Linked DNA regions of Pan troglodytes: region 2 is linked to region 1. A link is a contact called in public Hi-C data. All regions are on one chromosome and are shown on one strand. The core of a region is the stretch at or near the end of the contact, and the rest is flanking DNA. Distances in the headings are between cores, read along the strand shown. Region 1 holds the start of NXN (nucleoredoxin). Region 2 holds the start of GLOD4 (glyoxalase domain containing 4).

Region 1 (6,633 bases), core at 3,557-6,056:
GGCTAGTCTTGAACTCGTGACCTCAGGTGATCCGCCCGCCTCGGCCTCCCACAGTGCTGGGATTCCAGGCGTGAACCACCGCGCCCGGCCCACATCATGTGTGCTACTCTTTCTAAAGTCCAAGGACTGTGATTTATGAATCTTAAAAGTGACAAATATATATTTGTGCTGTGTGTATTTCGTATGACTTCGTGTGCCTTCAAATGCAATTTCTGAAGAGAAAACTCTAATATGTTCTCCAGAATGCGATACGTGTTGAGGCTCATTCCTACATATTGTAAAACAATAATACTTTTCAGAATAGCCAGGTCGATTCATGTAACATCGCTAGCTGAACACCAGTGGGGACATTCTCCTTTAGAGAACCACATACACAGAGAGAGAGATTTCTGTAGCCCAGAGCACCCTGGCTAATTCTTCACAGGATGCCAAATGACTCCTTGGGCTTCTTATAACACCCACTACAATTATGATTCTGGGATCATTTCCATTGCAAATCCCCCCTTTCCGCACCCCTTTAAAAGGCAGCTGTGATATTTGGCCTCTAACCAAAGCCTGCCGCATCCACAATTCTCTAAATTTTATTTATATTTCATGTGCAGTGTGTTCGAACTCTCCCTTCCCCAGGTGCCAGATGCTGGTTTGGACACACTCCAGTGGAAAGTGCTTTCCTGTAAAATAAGACAAGTCACACATGGAAGAAACCTCCTCTTTATATCAGACTTGCACCAAGTATACCAAAGTTAATACTCAAATATTTACAATATTTGCAGCCCCTCAAATTCCCTCTTCACCGGCCTCCACACCAAATGCCTCTTGCCCTTTGGCTGCCGTAGCAGGTAAATGCTGATGGCCCTTTTACATTTCTGTAGTTTTCATAATTTTGAAAATGTCGGAGTGTAGGACTCTAACACTCTTTCAGTAGTGCCTAACCCATGTACCCAGTGCATGGGCCTTTCAGATAGGATTTGGATGAGATGATAAAACATTGTAACCCATTTACAGGATTTCAAAAGACGTCTAGTAACTATGTATGTGTATGTATATATATATATACTTTTTTTTTTTTTTTTTTTTTTTTTGAGATGGAGTCTCTCCCTGTCACCCAGGCTGGAGTGCAGTGGTGCGATCTCGGCTCACTGCAAACTCCGCCTCCTGGGTTCATGCCATTCTGCCTCAGCCTCCCGAGTAGCTGGGACTACAGGTGCCCGCCACCTCGCCCGGCTAATTTTTTGTATTTTTAGTAGAGACGGGGTTTCACTGTGTTAGCCAGGATGGTCTCAATCTCCTGACCTCATGATCTGCCCGCCTCAGCCTCCCAAAGTATTGGGATTACAGGTGTAAGCCACCTCACCCGGCCTAGTAATTTAATATATATCATATGAGTAGCTTTAAATGTTTTCACCAAGGCCGGGCGGTGGCTCATGCCTGTAATCCCAGAACTTTGGGAGGCTGAGGCGGGTGGATCACTTGAGGCCAGGAGTTTGAGACCAGCCTGGCCAGTATGGTGAAAACCCCGTCTCTATTAAAGATACAAAAAATTGGCCAGGCTTGGTGGCGGGCGCCTGTAATCCCAGCTACTCCGGAGGCTGAGGCAGAGAATTGCTTAAACCTGGAGGGGCGGAGCTTGCAGTGAGCCGAGATCATGCCACTGCACTCCAGCCTGGGCAACAGAGCAAGACTCTGTTGCAAAAAACAAACAAACAAAACAAAACAAAAAAATTAGTCAGTGCATGCCAGTAATCCCAGCTATTTGGGAGGTGGTGCATGCCTGTAATCCCAGCTACTCGCGAGGCTGAGGCAGGAGAATCACTTGAATCTGGTAGGCAGAGGTTGCAGGAGCTGAGATCGCACCACTGCACTCCAGCCTGGGCAACAGAGTGAGACTCTGTCTGTAGGGACCAGCCCCACAGGGTCGGTGGGTCTCTCCCCGTGTGCGGAGATGAGAGAGTGTAGAAATAAAGACACAAGACAAAGAGATAAAAGGCAGCTGGGCCGGGGGGACCACTACCACCAAGTCGCGGAGACCGGTAGTGGTCCCAAATGCCAGGCTGCACTGATATTTATTGGACACAAGACAAAGGGGCAGGATAAGGAGAGTGAGCCATCTCCAATGATAGGTAAGGCCACGTGGGTCACGTGTCCACTGGACAGGGGCCCTTCCCTGCCTGGCAGCCGAGGCAGAGAGAGAGAGGAGACAAAGAGAGAAACAGCTTCCACCATTATTAGAGACTTTTAGTGCTTTCACTAATTTGCTACTGCTATCTAGAAGGCAGAGCCAGGTGTACAGAATGGAACACGAAGGCAGACTAGGAGCATGACCACTGAAGCACAGCATCACAGGGAGACGGTTAGGCCTCCGGATAATTGTGGGCGAGCCTGCAGTCAGGCCCTCCACAAGAGGTGGAGGAGTAGAGTCTTCTCTAAACTCCCCCGGGGAAAGGGAGACTCCCTTTCCTGGTCTGCTAAGTAGCAGGTGTTTTTCCTTGACACTTACGCTACCGCTAGACCACAGTCTGCCTGGCCACGGGTGTCTTCCCAGACGCTGGTGTTACCGCTAGACCAAGAAGCCCTCTGGTAGCCCTGTCTGGGCATAACAGAAGGCTCACACTCTTGTCTTCTGGTCACTCCTCACTATGTCCCCTCAGCTCCTATCTCTGTATGGCCTGGTTTTCCCTAGATTATGATTATAGAGCGAGGATTATTATGATATTGGAATAAAGAGTAATTGCTACAAACTAATGATGAATGATGTTCATATATAAGCATATCTAAGATCTATATCTGGTATAACTATTCTTATTTTATATTTTATTATACTGGAACGGCTCGTGTCCTTGGTCTCTTGCCTCAGCGCCTGGGTGGCTTGCCGCCCACACTGTCTCAAAATAAATAAATAAATAAATAAAGTTTTCACTAAAAAGTGATGCTTTCTGTGTGTGTTTTATAATATTGTCCCTACAGTGGCAAAGACTTTCAGCATGAAAGTCTCCTAAGAATTAAGGTGGAATTCGACTTCGCAGTAGGATTCTAGCGTGTTCGAACGTGGTCCTCCATCAAAGATCTTACCTGTGTCATTAGCAATACCAGCAGGTGACTAAGGAAGTGGATATAACTTGTAGAGACGCCAGTCCACTTTCCGCTCCCATCTCCACCTCTCCCAATTGTTTTATATGGTAACATTTCACCAAGCTGGAACCCTGCACCATTCCTTATTCTACCCTAGAAAAACGGAGAACCTTCGATGTGAACACTTACGTTTTGTGCCAAAAGCTTGAAGTTCTATTCTGAGGTTTAAATTAGCTCCCGCAAAGCGTCCTATCATTTGTGTATGTGGAAAGCTGCTGTAAAATAAAAGCATTGTGCCTGGTGTCCCGGCAGTGTCTTTTCACAAATGGAGTCTGGTCGGCCTCATTTTTCACTCTTTCCATTAGGTGGCGATGGATGCACAGGAAATACCCTCCGAAGCGGCGGTGGAAGCTCTCAGAGGGGCGGGTTTTCAGCTTTTATTTTTTTGCTTTCGCTGAGTCGTCAGTAGCTGATCCACACCGGCGGCCTGTTACTGTGGCTGGGCCCGGATCTGCACCTGCTTCGTGCACCAGTGGGTTGGGTTGGGGGGAGGCGCTGCGTGGCCAGAGTACTCGCCACGGACCACCTGTTTTTTTTGTTTTTTTGAGACGGAGTCTCGCTCTGTTGCCCAGGCTGGAGTGCAATGGAGCGATCTCGGCTCACTGCAGCCTCCGTCTCCCGGCTTCACGCCATTCTCCTACCTCAGCCTCCTGAGTTGCTCGGGTTACAGGTGCCTGCCACTACACCCGGCTAATTTTTGTATTTTTAGTAGAGGCGGGGGGGGTGTCACCATATTGGCCAGGCTGGTCTCGAACTCCTGACCTTGTGATCCACCCACCTCGGCCTCCCAAAGTGCTGGGAATTCAGGCGTGAGCCACCGCGCCCGGCCCAGACCACCTGTTTAATTCAGCTTCTCCCTAAGCATTGGGGAGCATCCTGCCAGCTGGTAGGAAAAAAAAAAAATCTCTAGAAATGTTCTCAACTATCCATAGACTTGACATGAGGATGGAGCGGATTCAGGAGCGCGGCCAGCATTGGTCTGGAGGCCCCGCGGCGTCCTTTGCATCCATTTGTGAGGCTGGAAGACAGATTCGCTGGGGGCAGAGGCCCCGGCGACCCCTGGACGGAAATCCCACACTGAGACCTGGCACCCTAACCAGACCCCACCAGAAGCTGCGAGGGCGTCCTGGGCCCCCTTAGAACAGCTTGGAACACACAGAGGAGTCAGTGTCCAGCCAGGCCCGGCCTGATGCAGTGAGGACGGCGAGTCCTATAAGCATCTCAGGGTCAGTGGGTCCCGGAGCGGCCTGAGGGTCAGGCTTCGTGCAGGGAGAGGAGGGAAAGGCCGGGGAGGAGGAACAGGAAGAGGGTGAAGAGCTCCGCGGGGAGGGGGCGGGATCCCTGGAGGTCTGGAGGGAATTTAGAACTGAGGAGGAGAGAAAATGCGGGCCGGGCTGCAGCCCGGGAAAGCGCCGGCTCAGCGGGCCCTTCTCCTTTCTTCACTTCGGCCGCGGGCTTTCCAGGGAGAGTGCGGCGTTTCGGGTCCGGCTTCTCGCCCAAGCAGTCACCCCGCGCACCGCGACCGGCAGCTGCGGACCCCGCCTGGGCGGAGAGCTCTGGCCATGGCCGGCCGCAAACGGGGCGTGGCGAGGGCGGGCGGAGGGGCGTGGCGCGGACCGCGGAGGGGGCGTGGCGCGGGCAGGCGGAGGGGGCGTGGCGTGGGCGGCCTTACTGGGCCGGGCTCCGCTCTCCTCAGCGCCTGCCGCCGCCGCCGCCGCCTCCTCCCGCCGCGCGGACCGTGGAGCGGGGTCGCAGCCGCCTGCCCGCCGTGCGGTGGGCCAGGATGTCGGGCTTCCTGGAGGAGCTGCTCGGCGAGAAGCTGGTGACGGGCGGCGGCGAGGAGGTGGACGTGCACTCGCTGGGCGCCCGCGGCATCTCGCTGCTGGGTCTCTACTTCGGCTGCAGCCTCAGCGCCCCCTGCGCGCAGCTCAGCGCCAGCCTGGCCGCCTTCTACGGGCGCCTGCGGGGGGACGCGGCGGCCGGGCCGGGGCCGGGAGCGGGGGCCGGGGCGGCGGCGGAGCCCGAGCCGCGGCGGCGCCTGGAGATCGTCTTCGTGTCCTCGGACCAGGACCAGCGGCAGTGGCAGGACTTCGTGCGGGACATGCCGTGGCTGGCGCTGCCCTACAAGGAGAAGCACAGGAAGGTGAGCGGCGCGGGCCTCGCCGGCCCCTGCCCGCCCCCCACCCCCGTTACCCCTGCCCGTCCCCCACCCCCGTTACCCCTGCCCTCCGCCAACCCCGTTGTCCCCCTGCCCGCCCCCCACCCCCTGACCCCAGCCCCCAGTCCCCCGCCCCCCGACCCACTGTCCTCTCCCCGCCCCCCACCCCGCCGTCCCCGCCTCTGCCCCCCCTCCCCTCCCTCTCCGCGCTGTGCCCGCACCCTCATCCCAGGACCCCTCTTTGGTTCGAGTGCTGCGCTGCGCCCGCCCTGGAAAGTTGGACCCCCCTCGGCCCCCGGGACCCCGGCTGGAGCCCCTCCGTCCGCACACGCTGGGAGCCTCGGGTGGGGGCGGCTGCGCTCGGGGATCCCGGTTCCGCGACCCCTTCACCCGCGAGCAGAGGCGCCAGGCCCTTCCTGCCTCCGCCGCCGACCCCCGCGGATTCCCACAGTGGGGAGGGGAGGGGAGGGGAGGGTGCGCGCCCCCCGCCCGTGGTGCCCAAACCAGCGCGTTTCCTTTCTTTCCGGGAGAAACCTGCCTTCCCGGAGCCCCTTCCCCGGGGACCGGGGACCTGGGGGCCGAGGCCGAGGTCAGGAGAGGCGGCCGGTGACCGTGGCCGTGGCTGTGGCCGAGAAGGGCGCTCACGGCTCCGTCTCCCGCCCCCGCCTCCCCCGCCCCCCCCGCCCCAGGCTGAGTTCGCGGCCACCGGGGAGCTTTGCATTGTCTGGCCGTCCAGTCTCCTCCCCAGACGCCTCCCGGGCGCGGGAACAGCCCGGGCTGTGCAGAGCTCAGCTGCGTGGTGGCCCCTGTGGTCCCGGGGTCTTCGAGTTAAGGGCTGAGTTGACCCCATCGATGCACATTGACTGGAAGAAGGAGGATTTGGGGAAATGGATACTTTGCTGTCAACTTCTCGTGTCTCCCAGTTTGCTGCCGAGTTGAGTTTGGGTTTCTGAGTGTGTCCCTTGGGTGAGGATGTCTGTCTCTGTGATAATAAAGCACATCCAGGACATTTTGTAATGAATGGAGTCAGAAAAAGTTTTGGAGCGCTGTTGCTTCGTGAGTGTCTATGATGCAACGTGTGAATCCAGCCCCCTTCCCTTTTTGAGGAAAGCCTGTTTCTGGAGTGGACAGAAGGGCTATTCTGGGGGCGTTTAGTTTCCTCTGGGGAGCATGGCGAGGCGTGCCACGTGTTCCTTTTATATGTGCAGAATCTTGTTGAGAAGCATGATTTAGATTTACTGGGAGCAAAAGGCTTATACTGTGACCCCAAATGTCTTGAGTAAATCATCCATCCCGAAGCAGTGTGAGGTAGAGATTTGAGATTTAAAGTATGAAATACAGTTGAT
Region 2 (7,074 bases), core at 3,449-5,948, 190 kb after region 1:
GGCACTTGGCTACACCCCTCACTGCTGCCGCCAGCAGACGAGGGCACACGCCCTGCTTCCTCCAGGCTGCGGCTGCGCAAGGGAAAATTCTTTGGGAACAAATAGCTGTTGACCAGTAGCTTCATTAGTGCTGGGAATATAACATGAGGGCGTTCTAGGTACACCTCGTATGTGAGCGCATGAAGACAGGTAAGTATGCCTACTGCCATTTTTCAAGGCGTGTGTCTCACCCCCTTGGTGCTTTGGGACACTTCCCAAGCCCGAGAATGTGTCAGGAGGTTTGGGTGGAACTGCTGGGTTTCTGTTAAACGATACACAACTCGTGAAAGACTCTGTCCCCAGGTCTGTAGGCCAGTGTGCAATCCAGAGGCAGAGATGGCCTCCAGTCCGGATTCCGGGTGCTTATGCCTCACTCACATGAGGAAGTCACCCACAGGTGCTAGAATGAAGATACAGTAGGAGACGTGATCTCAGGGCCAAAAAATCCATCTCTCTTGAATGTCAGAGGACATGGAGGTCCTGCTTGGCAGGCTTGCAGTGAGTACACCCCGCCCTCGGCATCTCAGAGGAGCAGGGAAGGGAGGCTGAGGCCAGAGCTTGCTGCAGCCGTCGGCTCCTCCCTCCCTAGCCTTGTTCCCTGTTCCCTTCCTGCATTTCTTTTTTTTTTTTTTTTAAGACAAGAGTTTCACTTTTGTCACCCAGGCTGGAGTGCAGTGGCACGATCTCGGCTCACTGCAACCTCCGCCTCCCACGTTCAAGCAAGTCTCCTGTCTCAGCCTCCCAAGTAGCTGGGACTACAGGCGCCCGCCACCATGCCAGGCTAATTTTTGTATTTTTAGTAGAGACAGGGTGTCGCCATGTTTGCCAGGCTGATCTCAAACTCCTGACCTCGTGATTCGCCCGCCTCGGCCTCCCAAAGTGCTGGGATTACAGGCGTGAGCCACCGCACGCGGCCCCCTTCCTGCATTTTGAGGAAGCAGCAGCCTTGGTCATGGCCCATAAGAACTCGGACTTCAACTGAAAAAAGTGGCTCTTCCCTACACAACAGTCCAGGAAGCCGGATATTGGGAGTGTGGTGAGAAGAGAACTGACCCATCCATAAGCTATTCCGGATTCTCTGTCACTCTCAGCCGTGGAGCATCAAGCAGGCTTCCTGAAGCTTCGGGAGGACCTGGCTTCAGCTGCTGTCTCAGCTGCTCGAATGTAACATGGTTCCGTAGTTGAGACTTCAGTCATCCTGAGCAATAAACCAGCTCATCCACTGACTTGGCTCCTAGCTTATTACATGTGTGCACTCCCTGCACTGATGAAAACAGGAAACATGGCGGGCGCAGTGGCTCACGCCTGGCATCCCAGCACTTTCGAGGCTGAAGCAGGAGGATAGCTTGAGGCCGGGAGTTCAAGACTAGCCTAGGCAACGTGGCAAAACCCTATCTAAAAAAAAAAAAAAGAAAAAGAAAAGAAAACAGAGGAAACACAATCATGGAATTTTTAAGGTGGCAACATGTTTGCTTAAAAACAGGTGAGCCTGTCAGCTCTGCTCCTGAGGGAGAGGTAGCTTGGTCAAGAGGGCAGCCCCAGGCCCTGCAGTACAGCTGGTGATTTTCAGCCCAGAGCCCTGGAACCTTGGATGGGGAGTGTGTCTGAGGGCTGTGCGTGGTAGAATGGCAAAAGTGGGGCTATGTGTGGCCCGGCGTGGCTGGTGCGGACATCTGGGGTTGCTGTCAACCCCGGGGTAAGCAGCGGAAGGTCCCAGGTGAACGGCAGGTCCCCAGAGGTCTGTTTCTCCTCTGGACCTTAATGACCAGGCTCCCAGCCAGGAGCCAGCGGCTGGGGCGAGGGGAGAGTGATTTCAGCGCTCTCTGCCCCGAAGCAGGAACTGAAGGGCCAGCCGGTGGGCACCCAGCATGAGCTCCAGGCACATCTGGACACCTATGCTTTGCCCAGAGTTGCTTTTCTCAGAGGCTGCAGTCACAGGGAAAAGTTGTGATGGTCTTTCCTGCTATTTCCCGTTCGTCCTCTTTCGCCTCCGTTTTTGTTCCCATGTCTTCCTGTACTCCGGGTTCTTGCTTCTGAGGTGGTCTGGGACAATCTGGATGGGTCTCCGGCTTTAACACCCTGGAGCACAGACAGCTTGCAAAATGCTCTCCGGTGGAGGGAGACTTCATCCTCTTTTCCTCCCTTTTCAACGATTTAAATCCAGGAAAAAATCGCAGCCCCGCCCTTCAGCACTGGGGTGGTTTTGGAGGTGTCGCCTGCCACCTCCTGGCAGACGCCACTGTGACAGCTACGCCACCACACAAAGGCGCGGGAGCGTGGCCAACATCCTGACAATGTTCGTCTCTCAGCCAAGCAGTGTTTTCCTTGTCAAATGTGGCTCGTTTTTTATTCCTGTTTACTGGGGAAATGGTGAGAGAACAAATGTCGGCCTCAAAACTTGAGAATTCAAGGTAGTGATTTTCCAGAATCACTCAGCAAATAACAACCATCTGCTCCCCTGTATTCACTGAAGAAAGGACAATTTGCCTCCCTCCTGCACCCTCCCTCGTCCCTACTAAATTATACCCATGAATATATAAAGTGAACTGAAGGCACTAAAGCAGTGAACTGAAGGCACTAAAGTGAACTGAAGGCACTAAAGCAGTGAGTCTTCAGTGAACTGAAGACTCTAAAGCAAAGGGATGTAAATTTTTTTTCCCTCTCACACCCAGGATAAAATGGGCTTAGAATTACTTGTCAGTGTTGGCCGGGCGCGGTGGCTCACGCCTGTAATCCCAGCACTTTGGGAGGCCGAGGCGGGTGGATCACGAGGTCAGGAGATCAAGACCATCCTGGCTAACATGGTGAAACCCCGTCTCTACTAAAAATACAAAAAATTAGCCGGGCGTGGTGGTGGGCGCCTGTAGTCTCAGCTACTCGGGAGGCTGAGGCAGGAGAATGGCGTGAACCTGGGAGGCGGAGCTTGCAGTGAGCCGAGATCGCACCACTGCACTCCAGCCTGGGCGACAGAGGGAGATTCCGTCTCAAAAAAAAAAAAAAAAAAAAAAATTACTTTCCAGTGTTTACATTGCTTTTTCTAAACAAGGACAAGGTAATACATGGTTTATTCTTTCACTGTTATTTTGTAACGAGTCAGTGGGAGTATAACCCGGGGAACAAATCCCAGGAGATTGGTTTTAGGCTGGAAAGATGTGAGCTTCCTTTTCATGACTCCTGCTTCTTGAGCACTGTCCTGAGGTGTCTGGGGAGACTGGAGTGGGATGGATTTGCATTCTCCAGGCCGCCTTTCCGCCTGTCCTCTCTGCACCAGCCTTTGGGAGCAGTGTTGGGGGGACACTTGCATCGCCCATTCATGTGGAGCTCTGGGCAGGCCCAGAGCACAGTGGAGCTCCAGAGCAGATGTTCAAATATTCAGATGTCAGCCTGGGAGGACACTGTCCCTGCAAACACCCCTCCCCCAGGGGAGAGCAATCCCAACCTGCCCCTTGGCACGTGAATCATGCTTGGTCATTTGGTTTTACTAGGAAGAGGGAGTTTGACTAGGAAGTTGGGGGAGTAGAAGAGAAAGAAGGTTTCTCCTGGGCACACCAGCAACACACTTGACCTCCCTGGAGTGAGCAGTGTCCAAACCATTACGGGAGCCGCTGGGCAGAAGGGTGTGGGGAAACGCTTCCTGTGTTGTCTTCAACTCCAACTCTGTGTGGCTGCAAAAGCAGTGCTTTTTTTTTTTTTTGAGACGGAGTCTCGCTCTGTCGCCCAGGCTGGCGTGCAGTGGTGCAATCTCGGCTCACTGCAAGCTCCGCCTCCCGGGTTCACACCATTCTCCTGCCTCAGCCTCCCGAGTAGCACCTGCCACCACGCCTGGCTAATTTTGTGTATTTTTTTAGTGAAGACGGTTTCACCGTGTTAGCCAGGATGGTCTCGATCTCCTGACCTTGTGATCCGCTGCCTTGGCCTCCCAAAGTGCTGGGATTACAGGCGTGAGCCACCGCGCCCGGCCTCCCGAGGTGCTGGGATTACAGGCGTGAGCCACCGCGCCTGGCCAGCAGTGCTTAAGAGAGTCCCATATTCCACCCACGCACCCCATCCCCACAGTTCCTTATAGATACATTGATGACCATCAGCACTTGCCCTGACCCCCTGGCTGCATCCTGGTTTGGCCGCTAGTAGGTAAAGATCCAGCTTGCCCTCGGCCCTGGAGGGGCTGAGAGAACAGAAGGGTCCTGCCGCTGTATTGTGGGCGTTCATTCTCAGAACCTTGGCCTCTAAACATTGGGGGATGAGACGTAAGTAGGACTAACACAGGGAACCAGGAAACAGTGACACTTTCCTGACACATGCAGGGTGAGGCTGCCGATTTTGAAATTCAGTTTTCTGCATAGACTTCCGTCTCTGCAAAGTCCTCAAAAAGGTATCTGCAGAGGTGCCAAGAAGGTCTGACATGGCCTGTTGAATTAAGCCGTTTCTATGGATACATAAACAGTGGCTCAGTGAAGCCCTGAACAATCTCAAAGACCATCTGAGCCCAGAGCAGAGCTGCTGGATGCCATGAGCGTAGCCCTCAGCTTCCTGGTGTTCCCTTAGCCACGTCCTCGTTACCAGGCCAAACGTGACTGACAGGTACTGTGACACACCAACCACACAAAACAACTTACTAACGTAATCTGCTGCTCATAGTTTATTTTCCACCAACCAGTGATCAGCTGTGAGTGATGTGGCTGTGACCTACAGCTGGTGCTTGGTGATTACAAACACCCACCAGCTGGTGGAGCAGGCGCCTCCCTGCCAGGATGATGCTTCAGGAACTTTCTGGGCACAAAGTGCTTCTTGGTGGACAATTTTTAAAAACACACAGAGCCACGTGGGTCACCTATTGTCACCAAGAGAAAAAAGAACCTCAAAATCAGTGACGCGACAGGAAGAATTCGGACCTGTTCTTTCTGAGGAAGTTCTTATTTTTCCTGTAACTGTATGACGGCATCACACCTTCCTCCTGAACATGGGGGCCATAGTCACTGACTCTGCCAGCCTCCCACGAGTGTGCTGGTGTAGGAGGAGCTGCAGACGTCCTCAAGCAGAAGTCACTTCTGCGTCCTCAGTGGTAACTCCTGTCCCTGCTCAAGTCCTCCGCCCTCCCCCGCAGCTGTCTTTTCCCTTCGAGAAGCAGGATGCTTGCCGCCATGGCCGAGTTGAGGCTGTCCACACCAGGCACAACGGGGATCAGCAGCCTCTTGCCACCAGTGCTCTCGGCCAGCTGCAGGGACTCCAGGCTCACGCCGTAGGTCTCCCCGCCAATCACCACAGCTGCCGGCGCCTCTGTCCAGTCCGAGTCGTAACTCTGAACCTCAACATGAGGCAGCCAATCTTGACTGGCTCCGGTTTCTACATCTTCCTCTTCCTCATACTTGTGAAACTTCATCACTCGTTGATCACACACCCAGCCATGGTCACTAGCTTTATTAGACATCTCAGCCTGGGCATAAAGGCCACAGTTGTCAGCCACATAGACCCGAGTGTCAGGGGGCAGGTAATTGGGCACGGTTTCCCATTCCAGATTATTGATAATGGGCATCCGGAAATGTGCGCCCATACCCGCCCGGAGCACTTTGGGCTCCCAGGCATCCACACAGCCTGGAAAATAAAAAGACAGGAAACAATCAAGATGTTACAAATCTTCCCAGACCAGGGGACTGTGGAGTAAGTCTGATCAATTTTGGATCAGGAGATAAACCAGTTCTTCTATGATAGCTTTCTTGAGGGCTGGGACCTTCTGCCTCTCTCTGACAGCATCCAGCAAAGCGACTATAGGCGTCACTCCTGCTAGTGCTGAAGATGTTTTATGCATCCCTTCAACATCTCCCATTCACACGTGCCAGACACTGCGCAGAAGATGCAAAGATAATGAAAGTCCCCAACCCCAAGGAACGCACAGTGTAGTGGGCAGTGGCGCTGGGGTGGTATTAAACAGATGGCTACAGTATCAGTAACTGATGTAAAAGAAGCACCCACACAGTCATAGGAAACCCACAGACAAAGCAGGGCGATGAGGAAAACCATCTAAAAGACCATGACACTGAGATAAAGGCCCAGGCAGAGGACAGAGCTAGGAGAGGAAGCCGGAGAGTGGCGCAGCCTAAGGACTGCAAGCATGGTGAGCCGGCCAATCAGCGGTGGCGCTGTGGCGGCACAGGAGGTGAGCCAGCCAATCAGCCGGTGGGGGTGTGGTGGCACAGTTGACGTGGCCAATCAGCGGGTGGGGGGGGGGGTGTGGTGGCACAGGTGAGCCGGCCAATCACTGGTGGTGCTGTGGCGGCACAGGTGGTGAGCCGGCCAATCAGCGGTGGTGCTGTGGCGGCACAGGAGGTGAGCCGGCCAATCAGCGGACGGGGGTGTGGTGGCACAGGAGGTGAGCCGGCCAATCAGCGCGTGGGGGTTTGGTGGCACAGAAGGTGAGCCTGCCAATCAGCGGGCGGGGGTGTGGTGGCACAGGAGGTAAGCCGGCCAATCAGTGGGTGGGGGTGTGGTGGCACAGGCAGTGATCCGGTCAATCAGCGCTGGGGTGTAGTGGCACAGGAGGTGGGAGGTGGGCAGGCCAACACGGAGGAGGCCTCCTATGGGAAGCTGAGGAGTTTGGCATTTTATCAGAAGACAGTATCATGCCATTGAGTGATCTTAAGCAAAGCAGTGACAGAATCAGATCTATAGTTTCATCAAGACCCATTGGGCTTCAACGTTCAGTCTGCACTGGAGCAGGGAACACTCTAGAGATGAGGAAATGAGGCAAGAGGCAACCCCGGCAGCAGCCTGCGACGCCTGGCCTTTCCCAGGGGCTGCTGCTCACCACGGGCAGGCTGGGAGAGCGGCCGAGGGTGGGGCCTCACAGTGACTGCATGGCCTCCCACCCTCCCCCGCACAGCTTGTTAGCGCAAGTCTTCTCCTGACGAGTTATTTTAAAAGTTCATTTGTCAAACCTCGGGATAGACGAACCAGGCAAACCAGATTTTAAACGGAGAATAAGACACAGAGGATGTAACAGCGCCTGCACCCCCAACCACGGGCTTTCCCTCTCCCTGC

Evidence for each region. Hi-C and Micro-C count contacts between places; a contact is called where the count stands out from the background.
Region 2: a contact with region 1 is called in a Hi-C map of stem cell-derived neural progenitor cells, with 6 times the contacts expected there. The contact joins the promoter of GLOD4 here to the promoter of NXN in region 1. A contact is called at or near these places in 5 of 7 Hi-C or Micro-C datasets (blood, induced pluripotent stem cells, a lymphoblastoid cell line and 1 more), 1 of 1 datasets of contacts at active chromatin or transcription factors (stem cell-derived excitatory neurons) and 1 of 1 other capture datasets (stem cell-derived neural stem cells).

The regions. Positions count from the first base shown.
Region 1 is chr19:11,449,930-11,456,562 of NHGRI_mPanTro3-v2.0_pri, reverse strand. It overlaps NXN (nucleoredoxin), which reads left to right and starts at 4,806. Exons shown (of 8, transcript XM_016931115.4): 1 at 4,806-5,272. The coding sequence starts at 4,913.
Region 2 is chr19:11,261,894-11,268,967 of NHGRI_mPanTro3-v2.0_pri, reverse strand. It overlaps GLOD4 (glyoxalase domain containing 4), which reads left to right and starts at 4,698. Exons shown (of 10, transcript XM_063798148.1): 1 at 4,698-6,193. MRM3 (mitochondrial rRNA methyltransferase 3) reads right to left here. Exons shown (of 4, transcript NM_001279817.1): 4 at 4,656-5,631. The coding sequence ends at 5,096.